Linked DNA regions of Manis pentadactyla: region 2 is linked to region 1. Evidence: chromatin contacts called from public Hi-C data. All regions are on one chromosome and are shown on one strand. The core of a region is the stretch at or near the end of the contact, and the rest is flanking DNA. Distances in the headings are between cores, read along the strand shown. Region 1 holds the start of C1QL4 (complement C1q like 4). Region 2 holds the start of MCRS1 (microspherule protein 1).

Evidence for each region. A called contact is a pair of places that touch in the nucleus more often than the background predicts.
Region 2: a contact with region 1 is called in a Hi-C map of fibroblasts, with 2.1 times the contacts expected there. The contact joins the promoter of MCRS1 here to the promoter of C1QL4 in region 1. A contact is called at or near these places in 2 of 3 Hi-C or Micro-C datasets (fibroblasts and skin fibroblasts).

Annotation. Positions count from the first base shown.
Region 1 is chr10:32,095,834-32,099,185 of mManPen7.hap1, reverse strand. C1QL4 (complement C1q like 4) reads left to right here and starts at 1,497. Exons shown (of 2, transcript XR_008991957.1): 1 at 1,497-1,634. It overlaps DNAJC22 (DnaJ heat shock protein family (Hsp40) member C22), which reads right to left and starts at 3,223. Exons shown (of 3, transcript XM_036891322.2): 1 at 2,992-3,223; 2 at 1,362-2,308; 3 at 1-395. The coding sequence starts at 2,201. The coding sequence ends at 210.
Region 2 is chr10:32,321,254-32,324,293 of mManPen7.hap1, reverse strand. MCRS1 (microspherule protein 1) reads left to right here and starts at 1,329. Exons shown (of 15, transcript XM_036891218.2): 1 at 1,329-1,767; 2 at 2,903-3,040.

The sequences.
Region 1 (3,352 bases), core at 248-2,747:
TCAGGAATACAATAGCAAAGAAGTCAGAAATTCAAAGCATAAATACATTGTTCCAACACAATGACTTTCTTGCCTCATGAAAGGTTTTCTCATCTCCACTGCCAGCAGTTTCTTTAACACTGTTGGGATGCCCCAGATGGGCAATGCTGGGCTGGGACAAGCTACCCAACTCTACCAGGAAGAGTCCATTCTCAAAGGGAAGTTTCTTCTCACTTCCAGAATCCCCTGGGCTTTCTGGGCTGACTCAGGACTTCATATGCAGCTTTGATCTCCAGGAAGTGCCTCTGAGCCTCCTCTGTCCGGTGCCGGTTGTGGTCAGGGTGCCAGATCTTCACTAGCTCCCTGTATCGCCGATGGATTTCCTCTTTTGTTGCCCCCTCTGGGAGGCCCAAAATCTTAGGGAAACAGAAGCTGACAAATTAGAATCTCATAAATTGGTAAACTGTCAGGGCACTCTGGACTCTCCCTGTTCCCTTGCTAATCAGACTGTGGTATCTCTGGAACTGGCTTCTATTTGCCCATGGGAAAGGCCCAGAGCCAGATTAGAACTATAGCCTTTTGAAACATGGGCAACCTCTGGATCTCATAGCAAGAATCAGGATTTGCCTTTAATCACAGCTGCCCATTTTCCAACCTGGAGCTTTGTATCCCTGACAAGATCACCACCTTACAACAGAAATAAGCATACATGTCCACCAAAGACATGTACAAGAGTATTCATGGAAGCTGTATTTGGAATAGCCCCAAACTAGAAACAACAAGTGTTTATGAACAATAGAATGGATAGATAAACTGTGGTATATTCATACAATGTGATACTATACAACAGTAAAAAGAAAAGAATTTACAATTGCATGCAACAGTATGAATAAATCTCACAAAAATATAATGTTGAAAGAAAGAAGTCAGATACAAAAGAGTACACACTGAATGATAACATTTATGTGAAGTTCAAGAATGGGCAAGACTACTCTATAGTAATAGAAGTCAGAATATAGACCGCCTCCAAGGAAAGTTTAGATTAGGAAGGAGCAAGAGGAACATTTTTAGTGCTGGAAATATTCCATAGCTTGGTCTGAGTGCTGGATACCTAGGTATGTACATAAAACTAGTACACTTTATATATGTTATACCTCATTAAAAAGTAAACAATACACAGGTATCTTTTTCCCACTCACTATCAGAGCTTCTGCATCTTCATCCATTGCACACAGAAGCCCAAAGAAGAGAGGACACCCTCCTGGGGCCTGACCCAGCAGACATGAAAACAATACTACTACATAATGGGCACCAACTCCAGTAAGGCTTAGCCTAACAACCCAAGCCATCCCAGACAGGAATGGGAGGGGCAAAGGCCTCACCTGGTTAGCCAGCTGATGTTTCTCATCCTGAAAAGTCCGGACAAATTCATACAGCTTCTCCCACTCCTGGAAGTAGCTGCAGCTGAAGCCAGGATCCCCCACCAGTAGCCTCCCGACCCGGTAAGGCAGAAGGAGGACAGACTCCATGAGGCAGCCAAGTAGGGGAAAGAAGCTGAACCAGCTCAAGATGGAGCCAAGGGTCTCAGCCACAAAGCTGAGGGTGGCAGCTGTATTGCAGAGGGCGCTGTAGGCTAGCGGGCCGGTGAAAGCAAGGTAAGCCAAGCCCAGGCGGTAGAGCCTCACACTGAGCTTCTCTGGCCCACCTGAAGCTTTGTATCGGCGATGCATCTGGGCTGTCATGCTGGCAGCCAAGCTGATGGGCAGGATGGCTATGGGACAGCCATAGAAGAGAGGAGAAGTAAGAAATGCTGCCCCTAGAGTGTTCTTAAAGTCTGAGGTCTGGTTGCCAACAGCAGCCACCAACAACACCCCTAATCCAACCGCCAGTGGGAGGCCCACTATATAGAAGTTGGCCATGAAAGAAAGGCTAATGAGAGCCATGAGGCCAAAGTAGATGCCCACTATCATCTGGGCAGCAAAGCGAATGGGACTCACAGGAGGTGTCCCCTCTCCTGAGCTCTGCCTCTGCCCCTGGGCTCTGTTGGCCTGAGCTACAAAGCTTGGGAGCTTCCAGAATTCCCAGAGCCAGCCCAGCCCACCACCACCCAGGGTAAGCATCCAGAGCAGTGCATGACTGTCCCGCCCCAGGTACAGGTGGTGGAGCCCAGCAGGGCCCCCTACAGCCCAGAGGGCATAGGTCACCAGGAGCCCCTTGGCCATCCTCTAGGGAAAGGGTCTCAGAACAAGTCCAGTGGCACCTGACATTTCTCAGTGTAGAAATCTGGGGTCCCCTGTGAGAATCATGGCCCCAGAGTTATCCTTAGACCCTAAGAGATGGAAAAAGGCAATTGTTAAGACTATATCCAGGTCAACACAATAACCATTTCTTTTCCAATAACCATCAAGGGCAGATCTTCCTGAGTGTCCCTGAAATGCTAGTTCTCCCATACCCTTCAGTCTAGCACTCATTTCTGTTTTTTTGTTTTGTTTTCTTACAATGACTCCGAATTAGGGGAGTGTGTTTCAAATGCTTTCAGTTGAGTAACTGAGAACTCAGCACACAGACAAAAAGCAGAAGCTTAAATTTCAGACCATTGATCTGCAGGAGTGAACAGGAGTGCGTACAGGGTCTTTCTAAAGTTCCTACACATTTTGAAAGTACCCAGTCCCTCCCCACATCACCCCCAACTCCGACTGTGGCTGCCCTCAGACACTTGGCCAAGGCTTTAGGCCGTCTCCAGCCTTCCCAACTCTCCCAGCCACAGAAACTTCCACACATCAAACCTGAAAGAGGTCCTGAATTCTCTCCATTTAAACCGCTCGGGAAAACTACTTTTTGACCTAGATTCCGCCACTACACACAGTTCAACCACCTCTTCCACGGCAGACTTGGAAAGTCTCTCCAGGGCGGCTAGATAACTCCCCAGAATACCAAGGCAGTTGCCAAAGCGTGTCTGCCAGTCTGTCCCCACCGACCACCAGCCAGTACCCAGACCACGAGCGGCTGTACCTGGGTACCCCGGCTTCCAGACCCGGTCAGACCAGTCATTTCCCCTGACTAGACAGTCAAGATGGCCCTTCTCACTCAGCTTCCATTTCCATCCAAATGAACTTTGTCTTTCTCTGTTTGCTGTGTCACGGCAGTCGGACGGTTCAGGCCAGGCCCCTCCCCAAGGCCTTCCTCGGTCCCCGCGGGATCACCTTTCAACCTCAGGCTCCTCCCGGGTAATCTCGGTTTAAGGGTATCTGGGCGTATCCAGCCTCCCCAGGCTCAAAGGTGCTGGCGCAGAGCCCCATTCCCGGCCGAGTGCCCCTGCACCGTGGCACCGCGGCCGCCAGGTGGCGCTACAGGTCACGGCAGGGCTGGACTG
Region 2 (3,040 bases), core at 80-2,579, 230 kb before region 1:
CTAAATCTCGCCTTAATTGTTATCTCCTTAGAGACTTCCCTGATAACTCTCATCTAGTATAGATACTATCCTTTATCTAGTATAGTTCATCACACCTTTTATCAGAAAGCTCACAATCTTTCAGGAGAGATAAAATAACTTAGTACTCATTAAGCAAGATCAGAGGACAGTAAACGAGGTGGGGACTCCTGAAGCAGAGAGCCATCGTACACTGTCAGGGCCAGAAGGGTTAGCCTACCATCTAACACTTGAATCTCCTGGCAATGTCCTGGTGGTGTGCTTGACACCTCCATCAAAGGGACCTAACTGCTGGACATCTTGGAATTGGATCTTTCTTACTCCGAGCTGCAGTATGTTTCTCTGGATCTACTACACTTTTGTTCCCCTCCAAGGGAAAAGAAAACAATTAGAAACTGTCTTTTAGAGGACAGTCTTTCTGGTTTCCCAGGGCAGCTCTCACACCCCCAAACTACCAACTTTTCCTGTTGGCTTGTTCTCCTATCCCAAGACTCCCTCCAGGGTACTCTTCTCTGAAGGTGCTTCCATTGGTCCCCCAGCTGCCTCCAGCAGTCCAGCTAGGGCTGGGCTGACTGGACCAACTGGGCACGCCTTCTTCTCCAAGGGCCTCTAACTTCTAGGAAAGTGGCACATGACCCACCATCCATTCATTAGACATCAACCTCCCTGCCCCTTCTGTACACCACAACTCCAGCTGGAACCAGCTCAAAGTCATTGCCCCAAATTGTGCATAGTACAGGGCCTGACGCAACAGTGGTTCTCTAAATCCCCCGTGGAATAAAACAGTATGTAAAATAAAGAAAAGCTGACCACCATATTGGGACCAGCAAAAAGATTTCCAAGGCCTAAGTATTGAAAGTTTCATTAACTCTGGGTGTCTCAAATGGCTACCCTTGAAAACTTAAAACTTTCTAACTCTATAATGCCATTAATTAAAACCACGTTAAAAGCTAAACAAAGTATGTATCAACACATCTGTTCTCCTTTGCTGTTTGGATATCCTCCTGGTTTGCCTTTTCCCTTAATGCCCCTTTGGTGCCAAGATGTGTATTAACTCCAATCCTTTTAAGCATTGCAGATTTTATGTAAATGGTTGTACCCCCCTTTTGAAATTCTTTCTTGTCTATCTCCCCAAGGACAGAAAAACCTTTGTATGACTTGGACCTCTTGAAACATTTCTTCTATTCATAGGAGTTAATGCTTCAGGATTATAAATTCTCAGCCAGGCTCAAATTAAAATTCCATCTTTATTTCAAGGTGACTTAAGTGAATTTTCCATCGACAAATGCAATACTGGTCTTGGGAAACTATGAAAGCCTCCTGTGTCTCCGGTAATTTGGAAGTCAAAATAGAGTCAGCGGTAGGGCCCCACCCTCGAGCCCGCCCCTCCGAGTCACCTCGCCTCGCCCCGCTCTGTCTCGCCCTTCAGTTAATCCCACCCCAAGTCTTCTCCTTTCCCTTTAATCACGCCATTCAACCTGGGCAACTCCCTGGTTTCCTATAAGCGTTGGTGTTTTCCTATACGTTGTTCCCAATGGGAGAGCCTTTAATTCGGGCTATTATCTAAACGGTAACACAGGCACAGCCATGGCCACGCCCCCTCCACACGTTGCCGGAGAGAACCGGAAGAGATTGCGCAGCCCCTAGTTCGTAGACCCGGAAGTAGACGTACCTCACGGAAGCCGGCTTTGGCCCTGCGGCTGCTGCCGTCGCCGCGGAGAAATTGTTGGAGCTGGAAGCCCAGGAATGGTGAGACCTTGCGGTTCGCCTCTGAGGGTTCTGAGCAGAGTTGGGGGTGAAATGGAGTTTCTCAGAGTGGTGCCCGGAACGACCCCCCACAAGATTTGGGGCCCCGCCCCGTAGCGCCCCGAAAATCTGCGCATGCGTGGGCAGGACCGGGCTAGAAGATGGTCCGAGATGTTACGCATGCGCAAAGGTGGCATGCCCAAGAGCGGGTGAGAATTGGAAGTTGACTCCCTGTCGCCCGCCACCAGCACGTGGGGATAAACCAAGGTTGCGGGAGCATCGGGGGTTCACTCGGTGCTTTGCTTTTGAGTTTCAGGGCTGACTTCGTCACCCCTCCTATTACGAGCCCCTGAAACATACCTGGACTAAACCCTCACCTTGGGTGTGCCCTCGGGGGAGGACGAGGGGCGCGGAGCGAAGGGGTCGCAGGCCCTACCTCAGTCGGCCCGCGGAATCGGGCCCTTCATCCTCTTTCCAGCCCTATCCTGTCCCGCGGCGCGGAAAGCGCAGAGAGCCGCCCTATTCTGAGGGGGCAGAACCCTCAAGCAGAGCACTCCCGAGTCCCTGTTACCTGTGTTCTCCCGGGGTTAGGAGCAGGTCCCCCAGGGCGGTTGATAATTCGCTCAGTTTCTGAGCCGCATTTTTTAGCTTCCACAGTGTATTCCCCCATTAAATCTTCAACTAAAGCTGCAAATGGGAAAAAAAAAAAAAAAGGACTGGTTGGAGTTCTAGCTCCCTTTCCTTTTCCCTGCATTGGCCTGAGAGGGGAAGGGTGTTGCTACTGATTGAGGGCAGCTGATGAAAAGGAAAAGTGAGCCAAGAATCACTTGTTACTGGTTAGCTTATAGTCAAGGCCTTTAACCTAGAGGTTATGAGTAATTATGGTGTCCCTTGAACTCCCTAAAATGGTATGTGTTTGTACATTTTTCTGGAGTCCATAGCTTTTATTATATTCTCAAAGATGTCAGTGACCTTCAAAAGGCTACTGATTTTATCAGGGCCATATTGGCAGAATAGAGCTTTGTGTCTTTCCTTCTTGTGTCTTGCCTAGCTTATGGGATCCTGGGGAACCTGTTCCAGTGTAAGGAGATTGGCCAGTTGGAAACCTGACGCAGGGAACCTCATTTCTCCTTTGCAGAATCTTCTCTCGGCCTCTAAACTCACTTGGTCAGATTCCTTGGATGAGCCTGTGGGAACCTTCCTCCTAGCCCTGTGGTTTGGAACCAGTGGCTTTGGGACTGTAAGAGAATGGACAAAGGTAGTATGAGGCCGGGCC